Linked DNA regions of Mus musculus: regions 2, 3, 4 and 5 are each linked to region 1. Evidence: chromatin contacts called from public HiCAR-type and promoter capture Hi-C data. All regions are on one chromosome and are shown on one strand. The core of a region is the stretch at or near the end of the contact, and the rest is flanking DNA. Distances in the headings are between cores, read along the strand shown.

Evidence for each region. Promoter capture Hi-C pulls out the DNA fragments that hold promoters and counts their contacts. HiCAR-type assays count read pairs that join an accessible place to other places.
Region 2: a contact with region 1 is called in a promoter capture Hi-C map of pre-B cells, with 2.5 times the contacts expected there. The contact joins the promoter of Ppp1r27 here to the promoter of Eif4a3 in region 1. A contact is called at or near these places in 3 of 39 promoter capture datasets (the 3T3-L1 cell line, the C10 cell line and pre-B cells).
Region 3: a promoter capture Hi-C map of pre-B cells shows a contact between it and region 1, with 4 times the contacts expected there. The contact joins the promoter of Mrpl12 here to the promoter of Eif4a3 in region 1. A contact is called at or near these places in 6 of 39 promoter capture datasets (the C10 cell line, erythroid cells, hippocampal neurons and 2 more) and 1 of 115 datasets of contacts at active chromatin or transcription factors (pancreatic cancer cells).
Region 4: a contact with region 1 is called in a HiCAR-type map of astrocytes, with 3 times the contacts expected there. The contact joins the promoter of Cyth1 here to the promoter of Eif4a3 in region 1. A contact is called at or near these places in 2 of 39 promoter capture datasets (cranial neural crest and liver) and 1 of 115 datasets of contacts at active chromatin or transcription factors (astrocytes).
Region 5: a promoter capture Hi-C map of pre-B cells shows a contact between it and region 1, with 3 times the contacts expected there. The contact joins the promoter of Actg1 here to the promoter of Eif4a3 in region 1. A contact is called at or near these places in 4 of 39 promoter capture datasets (hippocampal neurons, liver and pre-B cells) and 2 of 115 datasets of contacts at active chromatin or transcription factors (embryonic stem cells and pancreatic cancer cells).

The regions. Positions count from the first base shown.
Region 1 is chr11:119,298,657-119,301,420 of GRCm38.p6, reverse strand. Eif4a3 (eukaryotic translation initiation factor 4A3) reads left to right here and starts at 1,378. Exons shown (of 12, transcript NM_138669.1): 1 at 1,378-1,593. The coding sequence starts at 1,425.
Region 2 is chr11:120,549,747-120,552,510 of GRCm38.p6, reverse strand. Ppp1r27 (protein phosphatase 1, regulatory subunit 27) reads left to right here and starts at 1,379. Exons shown (of 3, transcript NM_026814.3): 1 at 1,379-1,647; 2 at 1,749-1,899; 3 at 2,182-2,536. The coding sequence starts at 1,458. The coding sequence ends at 2,305.
Region 3 is chr11:120,483,302-120,486,065 of GRCm38.p6, reverse strand. Mrpl12 (mitochondrial ribosomal protein L12) reads right to left here and starts at 1,429. Exons shown (of 5, transcript NM_027204.3): 1 at 1,298-1,429; 2 at 637-823; 3 at 324-410. The coding sequence starts at 1,374. Hgs (HGF-regulated tyrosine kinase substrate) reads right to left here. Exons shown (of 22, transcript NM_008244.3): 22 at 2,082-2,677. The coding sequence ends at 2,567.
Region 4 is chr11:118,247,121-118,249,884 of GRCm38.p6, reverse strand. Cyth1 (cytohesin 1) reads left to right here and starts at 1,327. Exons shown (of 14, transcript NM_011180.4): 1 at 1,327-1,446. The coding sequence starts at 1,425.
Region 5 is chr11:120,347,167-120,349,930 of GRCm38.p6, reverse strand. Actg1 (actin, gamma, cytoplasmic 1) reads left to right here and starts at 1,436. Exons shown (of 6, transcript NM_009609.3): 1 at 1,436-1,506; 2 at 1,834-1,962; 3 at 2,056-2,295; 4 at 2,582-2,764. The coding sequence starts at 1,840. Mir6935 (microRNA 6935) reads left to right here and starts at 2,518; the gene lies at 2,518-2,581. It overlaps 0610009L18Rik (RIKEN cDNA 0610009L18 gene), which reads right to left and starts at 1,253. Exons shown (of 2, transcript NR_038126.1): 1 at 1,069-1,253.

The sequences.
Region 1 (2,764 bases), core at 129-2,628:
ACACAATAGGCAAAGATATGTGAGCAGAGTGGCCCAATAGGAACACAATAAAGCCCTTTTTAGTTGTTACATCTGATGAAGTAACAAACAGTGCAATTAAGCTGCATTTTAAACAGTATCCCCAAACTATAATTAGACTCATTTCAACAGGCAGTATGAAATGGAGACTTTCCATTCTTTTCTTAGGAGGTCATTAAAATCCACGTGTACTTTACAGCAGAGATTGCAAAACCACCCTTAAAGTCAGGCTTGCCAAACTGCATGAGCACCAGGAATAAATCCTTGTGGAGTGAGAAGGCAAGAGAACTTGGAACTCAGTTGTTTAGTCCCAGAAGGGTGGCCAGCTCTGTGTCTTCAATCGTTTACCTGGTCTGGACAAATCCTGATACCAGAGCAAGAGCAGAGCTCTCTAGGGAAGGAGGTGATAACTTGTTTTATTTATTTATTTATTTATTTATTTATTTTTGGGCGGACATACTGCAACCCACAACTTCTCCATGAAAAGATAATCTGGTTATAACGAAACATATCTACACAAAATGAGGTTTCTTATAGTAGCTTTAAAAGATTTGTGTTAGTGTGTGTTTGTGTGAGTGTGGCCCCCACAGAGGCCAGAAGTACTGGATCGCTTGGAGCTGGGGAAGACAGGCTGTTGTGAGTCACACGGTCTAAGCGCTGGAGCATAACAAGGTTCCCTGGAAGAGGAGTAACGGCTCTTAACGATTTAGTCATCTTTCCTCAAAAGCAGAAAAAAGGAAAGAGGCCAAGTGCAAATGAATGTTTGCTAGAACTCGGGGTACGGCTCGATCCACCCTCAGAAACAAACAAAACAGACAGACAGACGTGCCCCAGTAAGGAGCAAAGCCCTTGTGGAGCCTACGTTGAAAATCAGGATTCTTCAGAGTGACTGGGGTCAGCGGCTCTGAAGGATTCTCAGATGTGATGGCAGCTTAGGCGGCCCCTGCTCTCCCCTCGGTCCCCACTGATTTCCCCAGCCACCCCGGGCGAGCAGCTTGATTCTCCCGCCGCTTAGCGCTGCGGTTGCCATGGCAACGCAGTCAGCTGCGAAGGAGCGCGGAGCCCATCGGGCGGTGCCATCTTCCCTTGCCCCGTACCCTCGGGGACACCCTGGCGTCCGTCTTGCTCCTCCCAGAGACCCACATCCCTATCCCGAGCCGGCTGCGGACATCCAAGGAGCCGAGAGTACGGAGAGCCGCAGGCGCTTAGCGACGGCAAGCCCAGCCTCTCGCCGAATCCCGCGGAGCGCGGAATATCGCGAGACCTGGAGCGCCGTGCCTTCCGCCCCTCTTGACGCTCTTCCGCGGCGCTGCGGCGCGTCACTTCCTCCCGACCGGGCCGGCGGCGCGCGCCTTACATCCGGTTCCCGCCGCGGCTTGCAGTTGTCTTTCTGCGGAATCCGGATCATGGCGGCTAACGCCACGATGGCGACGTCTGGCTCGGCGCGGAAGCGGCTGCTCAAAGAGGAGGACATGACCAAAGTGGAGTTCGAGACGAGCGAGGAGGTGGACGTGACCCCCACGTTCGACACCATGGGCCTGCGAGAGGACCTGCTGCGCGGCATCTACGCCTACGGTGGGGCGCGGGCCTCGAGGCGGGGGAGGTTGGGGGCCGGGCCCCGGTAGGACGGGGTTAGGCCCGGCGGCGACGAGCGGCTCCGCCCCAGAGCTCCGGCCTGCTCCCCCGGGGCTGCAGTCAGCCAGGCTCTTCAGTGGCTCGTGTAGCGAGCGGATCGCCATGTGTGTCCCCCGAGGTGCCCCGAGCTTTGATGGGGAAGTCGCGGCTCTAAGTCTGGTGGGTTCTCGCCTTAGGGAGTTTAAAGCTTTCTAGGGAGGCGAAAAACACGAAGCCAAAGTGCTTCAGGCGGTGGGAATTGGGAAAACAAGAGAATGAGCAGCTGGGTAGAGTAGGTAGATTGGTAGGGGACAGTTAAAAGAGCCGAGAGAGAGCTCCCAGAGGCGTTCATAATCACCAGGGTGACCCTGGCTTCTCGAAGCCATGGCCAGACCTGTGCCAGGAACAGAAAAAGAACCCCCTGTCATGTTTTAAACGCCTGGGTAAAGATTTTGAGATTCATTCCTAAATACCGCTGGAAGCCACTGCAGGGCTCTAAGCAAAATTGACAGGATCGGGCTTACAGTTTGAAAGTTTATCTTGGTGTCTGGATTTGGAGTTAGAAGAGGAGGCGGGGGTGATGGCCGGACTGTAGAAGAGAGATGCTGATGTTGTCGTTGAGTTGGAGCTGGATTTTTTTTTTTTTTTTTTTTTTTTGAGTGAATGGTCGGTCATGCTGCTGGTGTGTGTTTAGGAGCATTTAAGGGAGGCCAAATGAGCTTTGTCTTTTTGTTTCTGTCCTTTTCTTTTTTCCTTTTTTTTTTTGAGACTTTCTCTTTGGAGCCCTGGCCGTCCTGGAATTCTTTGTAGACCAGGCTGGCCTCAAACTCAGAGATTCCCTGCCTCTGCCTCCCAGATGGTGGGGTTAAAGGTGTGCCACACCAAGCCAGGATTGTTGTTGTTGTTGTTGTTTTGAGGTAGGGTCTCTACCTAGCCCTAGCTGCCCTGGAACTCACTAGACCAGGAAGATTGGTCCCTCCCATTTTTAATGATACCCAGCTTGGGTTTTCGGTAATCCCAGATGTAGGCAAGTTGGCAGCCAAGAATAGCATTACAAGTCCTGTGTTGAGCTGGCAAGTGTCACTAGCTACATCTTAAAAGAGTGTAAAAATAAACTACAACAAGCCAGTCT
Region 2 (2,764 bases), core at 130-2,629, 1.3 Mb before region 1:
CTAAATCTTTGTAAGAACATTTATGCCTTTGTAAGGAGCTATCTGAGCCAGATGTGACAGCACAGGCCTGTAATTCTAGCACAATTTTGAGGAGCCTGAGGGAGAATTCTGAGTTCAGGACTGGCCAACCTGGAAAACAACTACCTTCCCTGGGGGTGGGGGGAAATAAAAAAAGTAATGGGGTAACTGACTGTGGTAGTGCACCCTCGTAAACTCGCAGGTGGTAACTGAGGGCAGGATGCTCAGGAGTTTGCCTGAGTTACAAAGAAAAGTGTATGTGTGGGGGCATAGGATTTGGACACAGGCGTAGACAGCAGCGTTAGATATGAATGGAGGGATTGTGTGATACTTTTAGAAGCCAAAGAACACCAAGGACTGAGGCTGGTAAACTCTGGTAAGCTTGGTGCAAAGGCTCCCTCAGAACCTCAGAAGGAGCCCTTCCTGGTATGAGGCTGCCAGCCACTGCAACCATGAGGGTTTAAGTTCTGGCTTAACCCAATCTGCAGAGTCCACCATTAGCATTCAGGGATGCAGGGGAAGCTGTTGAGTTGGGAGCTATCTGTAGCTCCACAGCCAAGCTTCTGGGCTCCTCTGGCCCAACTCTGTTCTTGCATTCTGTCTACCTGGTAGTCTCATACCCCCAAGCCAAGCATCGCCTGACACCACAGTTGAACCTGTTGTAAAAGCAAGACAGCTGGCAAAGAAGCTGCAGGAAGCTTTGTATGGGGTCCTTCCCTTTCTTCACCCATAATGGAAACCATCCCCTGACTCTTAGGATCAGACTGGATATCTTCAACATGAGTCCATAGGCTGTCCAGAAAACAGAGGCAGTATGTGTGTGTGCTGGGTGAGTCCCATAGGACTAGTAGTGTTGATCTGTCTGTAGAGTTGAGATGTCAGTATGATGCACCCTAAAGGCAGTTTTGGGAATCTACTCTTGGAGAGGTGAGAGTGACACATTGGGAAATGGACAGGGCTGTGACCTCCTAAATGACAATGGATTGGTGCTCTTCAGATGGGGAGGGAGCTCAGCTCCCAGTAGGTAGACAGGTGATCCATCATCCTTTAAGCTTAGACCCTCTTGATGCCCTTGAGCTCACATCCACAGCTTTCTTCATGGACTCTCTCCTAGTCCTTCTGTCCTCTATAAGGCACCTTCTAGGTCCAGCTGCGGAGAGGGAGTAGTAGCCAGGAAGGATCTGACCCCTTTGGCCGGACATAGTGACAGGTGTGCTGAAAGATGAGCCACTAAACATGATCCTGTGCTCAGGGAGCGCGGAGCAGCTCAGTTTCAGCCCCTCGCGTCTGCAAGCATGACTGCGTGGCTTTATATAGCCTCGCAAGCCCTTTATAAGCTGGAATCGAGGTTCTGTCGAGCAGGAGAGCTTACACAGATCTGGTCTGGTAGGGACACTTTCTCACTCATACCCACAGAGATAGCCCACCTCAATCCCAGGATGCCCAGCCGAACGGTCCGCTATGCTCGCTACAGCCCCCGACAGCGGAGGCGGCGGATGTTGGCCGATCGGAGCGTGCGCTTCCCTAACGATGTTCTCTTCTTGGACCACATTCGACAAGGCGACCTGGAGCAGGTGGGACGCTTTATCCGGGCTCGGAAAGTCTCCCTAGACACTATCCATCCCTCAGGTGAGTAGATAACTGAGAGTCTGGCCTTCTGTCCATAAGGAGGCAGGGGAGATCCTCTTCTGAGGGTTACAGCTTTGACCCTGTGTTCCCACCCTGCCCAGGACTGGCTGCTCTGCATGAAGCTGTGCTCTCTGGAAACCTAGAGTGTGTGAAGTTGCTAGTCAAATACGGGGCTGACATTCACCAGCGGGATGAGACAGGCTGGACACCACTGCACATCGCTTGCAGTGATGGGTACCCTGACATAGCCAGGTGAGACTATGGAATGTGGTTCAGAGGTTTCATCCTAATCTCTCCAGGTGGACCCCCCCAAAATATGGCTCTGAGGATGTAGGCATCAACTCAGGGATTCTGGCAGTTTCTACCCGATTGCAACATTAGAGCAAGCCGGAAAATCTGGCCACAGCTTCCAAGGGGTCAGGTTTCTTCCTCCTCACTCTGCCTGGAAAAAACAAACAGGTGACCCCAATATTCTAGCCTTTTGGCCCCGGAGTGGGCTGAGTAGGCTTTAACCACCTGCCCTTCACACCTCAGGTATCTCATCTCTTTGGGGGCAGACAGAGATGCAGCCAATGATGATGGCGATCTGCCCTCCGACCTTATTGACCCGGACTTCAAAGACTTGGTGGAACTCTTCAAAGGAACCAGCATGGACTGAGCCAGGAGAGCCCTTTGGGGCTTGCGCCTCCTTGGAGAAGTGGCAAGCACCTTGCCCCAAGGACTAGAGTGCCCACTGGATGTGCAGTGAGGCAGCCAGGCTGGTTAGGACTTGTGGGGAACGACCCTCTTGCCCCTATACCCATTTCTCTGGCCTGGCTTTTTCTCCAGGTTTGTTTGTTTTTTAATGGTGATACTTTTTACTTTTTCAATAAACATAATTCCCAAGCTGTGATGATGACTTGATTAGCGCAGTCCAGTACAAAACCATCGCCAGGTACGCGGGGGCTCGCTGGCAGCGCAGGGCCGGGGAAATGCGTGTCCGGGGCCGGTGCGCCGATGTTCTTGTTCAGAGATGCCCGGCAACCCCTCCCTTCCCCCGACACCCACCCGTGTTTCCGGGACGACCTCGCGCGCCTCCGACCTCGCCGCACTCCGTTCGCCAGCGATCACGTGGCCC
Region 3 (2,764 bases), core at 180-2,679, 1.2 Mb before region 1:
CCCACCAGTGTAGCTCAGAGGGCAGAAGGAAAGCTAGCTTACAGAATCGAGGTCCTGATCCCCAGAACCCATGCGGAAGGGGAGAACCCCCAAAAGCTGACCTTTGACCACCCCCTGCTCATGCACACCCACACACATGCACGCACTAGTAAAGATCTCGAATGCCTTCGGCAGAAAATTTCCCAAAGCTATTGCAGGGAGCCCACAGCAGAACACAGGGATTACAGCTACAGACTCAAGGAGGAACAGGGAAATACCTAAGTTATTGAGTCGGGCAGTTAACTGGGCACACAGAACTGGGTCTTCCTGTGGCCTAGGCTCACCTCAGAGGCCGGTGCTGCAGCAGAGACGGGACCAGGCACCATGCCACCCATTGGCATAAGGCCGACATCCTGGATCTTCAATGTTTTCTGTAGGATGAAGGAGAGGTCTCAGTGGCTGCTTATCAAACCCTAAATGGAGGTACAAATGGAGGTACAAGCCTATTTGGCCCTACCACCTAGGAAAGTACATTTGATAATTTACCAAACTCCCAAAACACCCCAGAAGAGACAGGGACCTCTGACCTTTGTTTGGTAAAAATACAACTAGAAGGCAGGGACTTTAGTCCTGGCCTGTGCCGATCTCTCCTAATACCTTCAGGAGTTCGTTGAGGTCTGAGATCTCCAGGAGCGTAAGGCTGGCAATGTCTTGGACCAGCTGCTGGATCTTGGGGGGGTATTCTTTGGGAGCATTATCCAGAGGTGCGCCGGCGAGTGCTTCACTCCTTCGGTGGCTGCTGCTTCTCAACTGCCGCGCTGCACAGACGCTGGGCATCTGTTGCCTACCCCAGGCAAACAGCCGTTAGATCAGAAAAAACGGGAGACTCAAGGGTACAAGATCCATGTGCTCAGTCTGCCACCGCTGAGGCCAGGCTCCACAAGCTGGGGTTAAGGGACCCGAAAAAGCTTTCCTACATTTCCCATAGAGCCTCAGGAGCCCACGACTATGTCTGCAATACTGCCCAGAACGGCAGGCTTCTGGTTGAATGGAATACATCAGCCTGGCGGGTGCACAGTGCTGCACCAAGCCTTCCAAAGCACGGGGCTCGGGCTATGCTGCCGACCACGGCGATGGGTCTCAGCGGCGGGAAGCTGGGGACGAAAGGTACCTGCACCCAAGGTCGCCCAGGCCGAGCCGCCCTCTCCACGCCCCGCAGGCTGGGCCGCGGAAGGTGGCGATGCGCCCGTCACCCCTTCCCTCTGAACCTACTTCCTGCCCGCCGCCCCGGCAATGGCGCTCTAGACCACCGCTTTACCTGGCAAGGCGAAGCGCTGCCCCCCGGAGTCCAAGCCGTGGCCCCCACAGGCAGCGGCTAGCCGCCACCGGCAGCATAGCTCCGCAAGCGGGAAGGTCACACGCGGCTCTAAGCGGAAGCGACGCTCTATCCGGGAGGAGGCGAGCTGTCCGGGCCGCTCTAGCCCGGGTTGGCTCCTGGTATTACGCACTAGGCGGTGCGACGCGCAGGCGCGGAGACAATACTGGGTTGGCGCTTTCTCCATCAGTCGTGTTCCGCACGCCTTTGTCTCGCCAGGGGAATAAGTAGGCGCCCCCACCCCTTTACCTACGGAACTCATAGCCCCTTGAATTCAACTCAGTGGTCCAAGAGGTTAGCAACCTCAGGAGCCCAGTACTCTAAACCTAGGAGAAGGAAGGGCCTGGAGTCCTCCCAAGAGCTCACTAGGCGGAACCGCCTCCTTTGAGTGCACACTAAGGCGGGCGCTTAGCGGGGAGGGAAAGAGCAAAACTTGAGACCTCACAGAAGTCAGGTTGAACCGTATATTTCAGGGTGAGCTATTGAGAGCTAAAACCTTAAGCAGTGGGTAATCCTGAGGGCAGTTGGGCTGCAAAAGCCCGCGTTTGCACCCTTCCTCACCCGCCTGGTGATGTATCCTGCACCAGATGAGTCTGCAGAATCCCCACCAGGAAGGAGACTGTTGGCAAGTCCACGGTTTCTCAGCCAGTACCCAGCACACTCCACAACAGATGCAGACTATTAAATTGTTGGTCCAACCCAGCCTGCTGCCCGAACAATCAATCATGAGAGTTTTGAAATACATTTTATTTTCACTGCTCTGCACTGAGAGATGACATCCAAGGAGAAGGGGAGACAGAGATACCTAAAGCTTCTACCCTTGCTGTGCAGGAGCCACATGGTTCTTCTGGGTACCAGGGCCAGGCCTGGACACCACACAGTTAGTTCACATCAGACTCCGGGCCAGGCTAAGCATCCCCACAGCATTCACCTGTGGCACCCAACACAGCCGGGCACTCTCCAGAGAAGGTTCTACTTGCCCTGCAGAGCCCCAGTCCCGGGGAGGTCAGACGGCATCAGGACTGAAGCAGGGAACCAGTGATAGGAGCCAGACCACCGAGGACAGGGAAGAGGGCCAAGGGGGAAGGCCCACCCCTTGCTCACAGAAGGGACACTACAGGGCAGTAATAGGGGAGGAATGGCTAGTTAGACATATAAGTGGTTTCTGGTGAACTGTAGTGTTACTCTGCATGGTGAGCGCCAGACTCAAGGTCAGTCAAAGGAGATGAGCTGGGCCTCACTGCCCTGTGCTGGCGGTCCCTGTGTAGGCGCTGGCTGGGCCACAGGGGGTTGCTGCTGGGGAGGGCCGGTGCTGGGGGCCATCTGGAGAGAAAGAGCAGATAGGCTCATCACCCCCCTTCACAAACAAAACCTTCGGCTTAGAACAAGCTTCACCTTAGCACATAGTAG
Region 4 (2,764 bases), core at 78-2,577, 1.1 Mb after region 1:
GCCATGGGGGAGAAAGGATTGCTGCAGCCCATCCAGCGAAGAGAAGGACCCACAAGGAAAGACCTGACTCTCCTTCCTCCCCATGTGGTTGGCCTGGCCCCTTCATGCCCTGCAGAAGCCCAGAGATTCCCACAACCCTCTACAGGCAGTGATTTGCAGAGAGAGGGAGCTGTGGGGGTAGAAGGCTGGTTCTGGGGCTGCATGGGGGATTTCAAGTCTTTGTTTCAATCAGGAAGACCCGTCCCAAAACTTCCCAGTGTCTCTTTTGCTGTATTTGTAGGTTTTTGTTTTGTTTTGTTTTGTTTTGTTTTTGAGGTGGAGTTTCACTATATTGTCCTCCTGCCTCAGTTTCCTGGGACGCTAGACTAACAACAGGTATGCCACAGGCAAGCACCACTACCCCAGGCCTTTCTGGGGTAAGAAGGGTTTGTGCATGCTGTGGTGGAGGACATCCTGGACAGGGACCTACCACCCAGAGATGCCCCAGCCCATATAAGACCCTCTGAGTCTGGGAATTAGTTTTCTCCTTTCCCCTGGTCTCTGGGATGCAATCTAGGGTCTCTCACATTGCTAGGCAAGTGCTCTGTCATTGAGCTGCAATGCACTCCCTGCTGGTCACTTGGCTAGAGTTCACAGGACAGGGTGTTCCCTAAGGGCCTTTTCAGATCATTGGTTGGTGCTTCCACTGATTAATTCTGCAGAGACCTCCTACCGCATAAATGCTCTCACCTCCACAGAAGCAGCCCCTGGCCACAACTGCAAAGGGGGATCAACCGGTCCTCCCGAAGAAAGCAGCAGAGCCTGTAAATTGAGGCTACTAATTTGGAAGTTATGTCCTCCTGTGCAACTTGGCGCCGGTAGGAAGTATAAGTAACGAACACAGATGAGTTTAGGTAATTTCCTCCTCGACGTGTTGGTGTCCGAGGCGGATACAGCTAGGGCCACCTTACCCTTCGGGTTATACCCGTGACCTTGAGTATGTTTAACCAGCCGAGTGGCTGGACGCTGGCCCTGGCTAGTAAACCACGCCCGCGGCCTACGCACGCTTGTGAAACTTGAAACCCGAAACTGCCCTGCCCCGAGGAGAGGGGGCGGTACCTAAGGAGAGAGGGCGTGACTTGGGGGCGGAGTCATAGATAGGCAGAGCCTAGGTGCCGCGCTTGCGTAAACGCAAACTAAAGAGGTCCTCAAGGGGACGGGGCCTAGAGGGCGTTCACGCACGCGCGTTTTGGCTGTGGGCGGGACCTTGTGCCGGGGGCGGTGCCTCGGGCGGCGCGTGCGCAGGCGCGTGCTGGGCAGTGCGGGCGCGGTGCGGGGGGCGGGGCTCCGCGGCTCGGAGCTGGCCTGTGGCGAGCTGGTGTCTGGCAGGACGCGGGCTGCGGGAGGTCAGTGGCGGTCGCGGGCCGGAGCCGGTCGCCAGCACCATGGAGGACGATGACAGCTATGGTGAGTGGGGCCGGTCCGCTGCCCCTTCGTGAGCTTCCGCCTGCGCCGGTGTCCCTGGGACGGGACGCGGAGCGCCGGGTGGCGGCAGTGCGAGGGCCCGGGGGTGACTGCCCAGACGCTCGAGGGCCTGAGGGTCGCCGGGGCTGAGGGTCGCCTGGACCTTTGGGTCGCCGTGAACTGAGAGTCACCCGGGCCTGAGGGTCGCTGGGAACTGAGTGTCACTCGAGCCTGAGGGTTGCCGGGGCTGTGGGTCACCCAGGCCTGGAGGGTCACGGCAGGGGTCGCCCGAACCTGAGGGCGCCGACGGAGACGGGTGTAAAACCGGGAATTGCTTTCGGGCTCCAGGACCGAGGTTACTCGGGCCTGGGGGTCGCTGGGGCTGAGGTTTGCGAGTCTAGGGGCCCCGGAAGGGGAGTCGCCGGGGTTAGAGGGTCTCCGCGGCGGGGGTTAACCGGAGCGCTGAGGGTCATGAGGATGCTGAGGAGCCCCGGGGTGCCGAGGGGAGTCAGGGCCAGGTGACCGGGGTCGTAGTCTTTAAGACGAGTCGCCTGCTGCTTGTCACCGGGGTGGCAGACGCCGCGAGCGGCCGCGGGACTAACACGCCCGGCCGGCCTGTGTTCCCTAGTAGTTTCCGGCTCTCAGGGGTGTTAGAAGTTATGTGCCCCATCCAGCTCTTTGTTCTGAGATGAACACAAGTGGCCTGACCGGGGCCTCTGAGCCGGGGACGTCGGTCAGGTTCGTGCTACCGTCGCATTGTGAATTAGCTCCTGGTCCCCTGGTCTGTCAGTCAGGGCCTGACCACACCGGGCAAGGGGATCAAGTTTGAGCTGTTGCCTGAAGGTAGCCGGGTAATGACACCAGTCCACATCCTCCACCAGGGCAGAAGCGATTTAGACTCTCCTGGCTAACCTTGCTGCTTGTTGGCGAACAGCCAGGGCTCTGGTCCCTCCGAGGGTGTGCAGTCTCTGGAGTTGTAGAAGGTTATTTGAAATGCTTTACGTGGTTGTTAGCATTGTTTCCAGGAGGAATGGAAGAAGGAATGGCAGGTAGGGCGAGTGGTGACCTTTTACTGGTTTGGCAGGGAAGTATGGCTCAGGAACTTAACAAGCTTATACGGCTTAGTGGAGCCAAACTCCGGTGTGTTGCCTCACAGGTAACTTTGCCTCCTCACACTCTGGTGAGGAATATTAAAGTACCAAGAGGGAAGAGTGTTAGGGCTTTGCAGGGGAGCCCTTAGAGAACCCTGACCCGGTGAAGCCATGAGGATTATGGCTAACAACTCCCAGAGCTTCAGATGTGTGAACACTGACTGTTTCCT
Region 5 (2,764 bases), core at 187-2,686, 1.0 Mb before region 1:
GCCATGGGCGTGTCAGAGGTGTGAGTGCTCACCGAAACCTTCCACTTTCCCCACGACTCTCACCCCCACCTACAAGTGTTAGTTAGCTGTTAGCTCCTGTAGGCTCATGGTGGGGTCCTGGAGGTCCAGCCCTGCATCCCCCTCATGGGTGGTGCTCCCATTTGACAGGCACCTCTGTACAACCACAGGGCCAGCGCCCTTCTTTCTAGGCCTGATGTTGCACAAAAGGTGACTGAGTGTTGGCACGGGTTTATGGCCAGCAGGTAAGCAGGGCAGGCTGCTTGGTCCCCCTGGGTCTTGTGTTCATGTCTCAGATGGGGAGCTGACCTTGCAGGGCTGCCTGAGAGCGCCTGTGCATAGGGTGGGAGTGGCACCCCGTACCTGCTCGAATCAAGCTCTGTGCCCTGTGACCTTGGAGTCCCTCACCTCACTGCTACCCTCCGCTTCATTCCACAATGAACCATTCCAGAAGCTTACAAATAAAACCCGGTTAACTCCCGTGCCAGCTTTCTCTTCAGGCACCATCTAGGACGGCAGCGCCACGACCCTGCTAAGGGTGACAAGTTTCCAAACAGCCGGGAGAAGGGCAGCGAGGCCGGCCCGCCCCCCACGCCTGTCCGGAGGGGACTAAGGCCTAAGCATTCTGTGCCCAAAACCAGTTTGACCCGGACTTCATAATCAGTGGAGAGGAGTCTCGCCAGCTGACCCACGCGGGGGGCGGGGCTGGACCATCCTGAAAGTCGGGAGACTTCCCCTGCCTCAGTTTCCCTACAATGTGTCCCGCAAAGCCAGCATAACACAATGCCCACTCACACCACCACCACCACCTTCTTTGATGCCCAGGGACACCCAACCCCGTGACGACCCCTCCTCCAATAAAGGGACATGGCTGAAGTGGAAGAACTGGTGACCCTCTCCCACGTGACTGGGATGTGATGGCCGCTCCCCGGACCCCCGGGAATCCCTCCAGCCCGTCCCCAGCCAGGCACACACGGACCCTGTAGAGAAAGGTCCTGGGGGGTGTGCGGGGCACAGGATTCACATAGGGGCGGGGGCCACGGGACTCACCCCAGATCGGGGCGCGGCCCGCCCCGGGCTTGGCAGTTTCGGGGCGCAGCCCGGGCCCTCCCTGCTACGCGGCAGTCCCGGGGCAGGGCAGGGCCGATCGCACGCACGCCACTCGCCGAGACCCCCGCGAGCAAGAACCGGGCCTCCCGGGGTCGCGAGCGCGCGGGGGCGGCGCGGGCGGGGCCGTTGGCGGCGGCGCGGGCCAGGGGCGGGCGGGCCCGGGCCCCACGTGTCCCTGGCGGGCGGGCCAATAGGCGCCCGGCTTTTGGAAAGATCGCCATATATGGACATGTTCTGGGGCCGCGCGCGCCCCCGCCCGCGCGCGCGGCCCGCTCCCGCTTAAATAGCGGCGGGGGAGGCCGCGGTCGGTCTCACACTCCGCCGCCGGCTTACACTGCGCTTCTTGCCGCTCCTCCGTCGCCGCCGCGTCCTTCGCCGGTAAGCTGCCGCTCCCCGGGCTTGGCCCAGTGACTTCCTGTGGCCCTTTCTTCCCGCTCACCCTGCCTGCCGCACCGCTGCGGAGCGGAGCGGAGCGCAGGGCGCCTGACGGGTGGGCCTGGGTCTGCAGCCGCGGCTGGGGGCAGGGCGGGGCCCGACGCAATGCGCAGCCCCTCCTCGCCGCGGCGGAACGGGGCGCTGCCGGTAGCCGACGGTTACGCCGCCCGGGGTGGGGACTGCACTCCTCCGGGGTGGCTCGGCCCTGGCCGAGGACATTTTCTGAGTTCGGTGAGGGCTGCGCTAATTCCGGGGCTTCTTCCTGCGCAGATCGCAATGGAAGAAGAAATCGCCGCACTCGTCATTGACAATGGCTCCGGCATGTGCAAAGCCGGCTTTGCTGGCGACGACGCCCCCAGGGCCGTGTTCCCTTCCATCGTAGGGCGCCCCCGACACCAGGTTAGTTGAGAGGAGTGGCCTCCCTTGTGTTCTCTCTGGGCCCGGGTCGCGCGGTGGGTGGGGCGAGTCTGACCGCGGCCTTTTCTCTCGCAGGGCGTCATGGTGGGCATGGGCCAGAAAGACTCATACGTGGGTGACGAGGCCCAGAGCAAGAGGGGTATCCTGACCCTGAAGTACCCTATCGAACACGGCATTGTCACTAACTGGGACGACATGGAGAAGATCTGGCACCACACCTTCTACAATGAGCTGCGTGTGGCTCCTGAGGAGCACCCGGTGCTTCTGACCGAGGCCCCCCTGAACCCCAAAGCTAACAGAGAGAAGATGACGCAGGTATGCTTGAGCCGGGACCTTGCCTCCCCTTGGGCGTGACGAGTCATTTTGTGTTGTGCCTCATTTCCTGACATTCAAGCGTTTCTTTGGTGTTTCTAGGGTTCTGTTCCTCTTCTCCTGGCATTTCCTCCCTGAAGCCTCCAGGTTTCTGTTTGCGTTTCTGCTTGCGTTCTGTTCTTTTTTTCTTCACACATCACATTTGTGGCATGCAGCATGCAGAGTGTGGGTGTGGGAGGCTCAGGGCCCCTGCTACTCACTCACTCAGGTGTTCTTTGTCTTTCCACAGATAATGTTTGAAACCTTCAATACCCCAGCCATGTACGTGGCCATTCAGGCGGTGCTGTCCTTGTATGCATCTGGGCGCACCACTGGCATTGTCATGGACTCTGGTGACGGGGTCACACACACAGTGCCCATCTATGAGGGCTACGCCCTTCCCCACGCCATCTTGCGTCTGGACCTGGCTGGC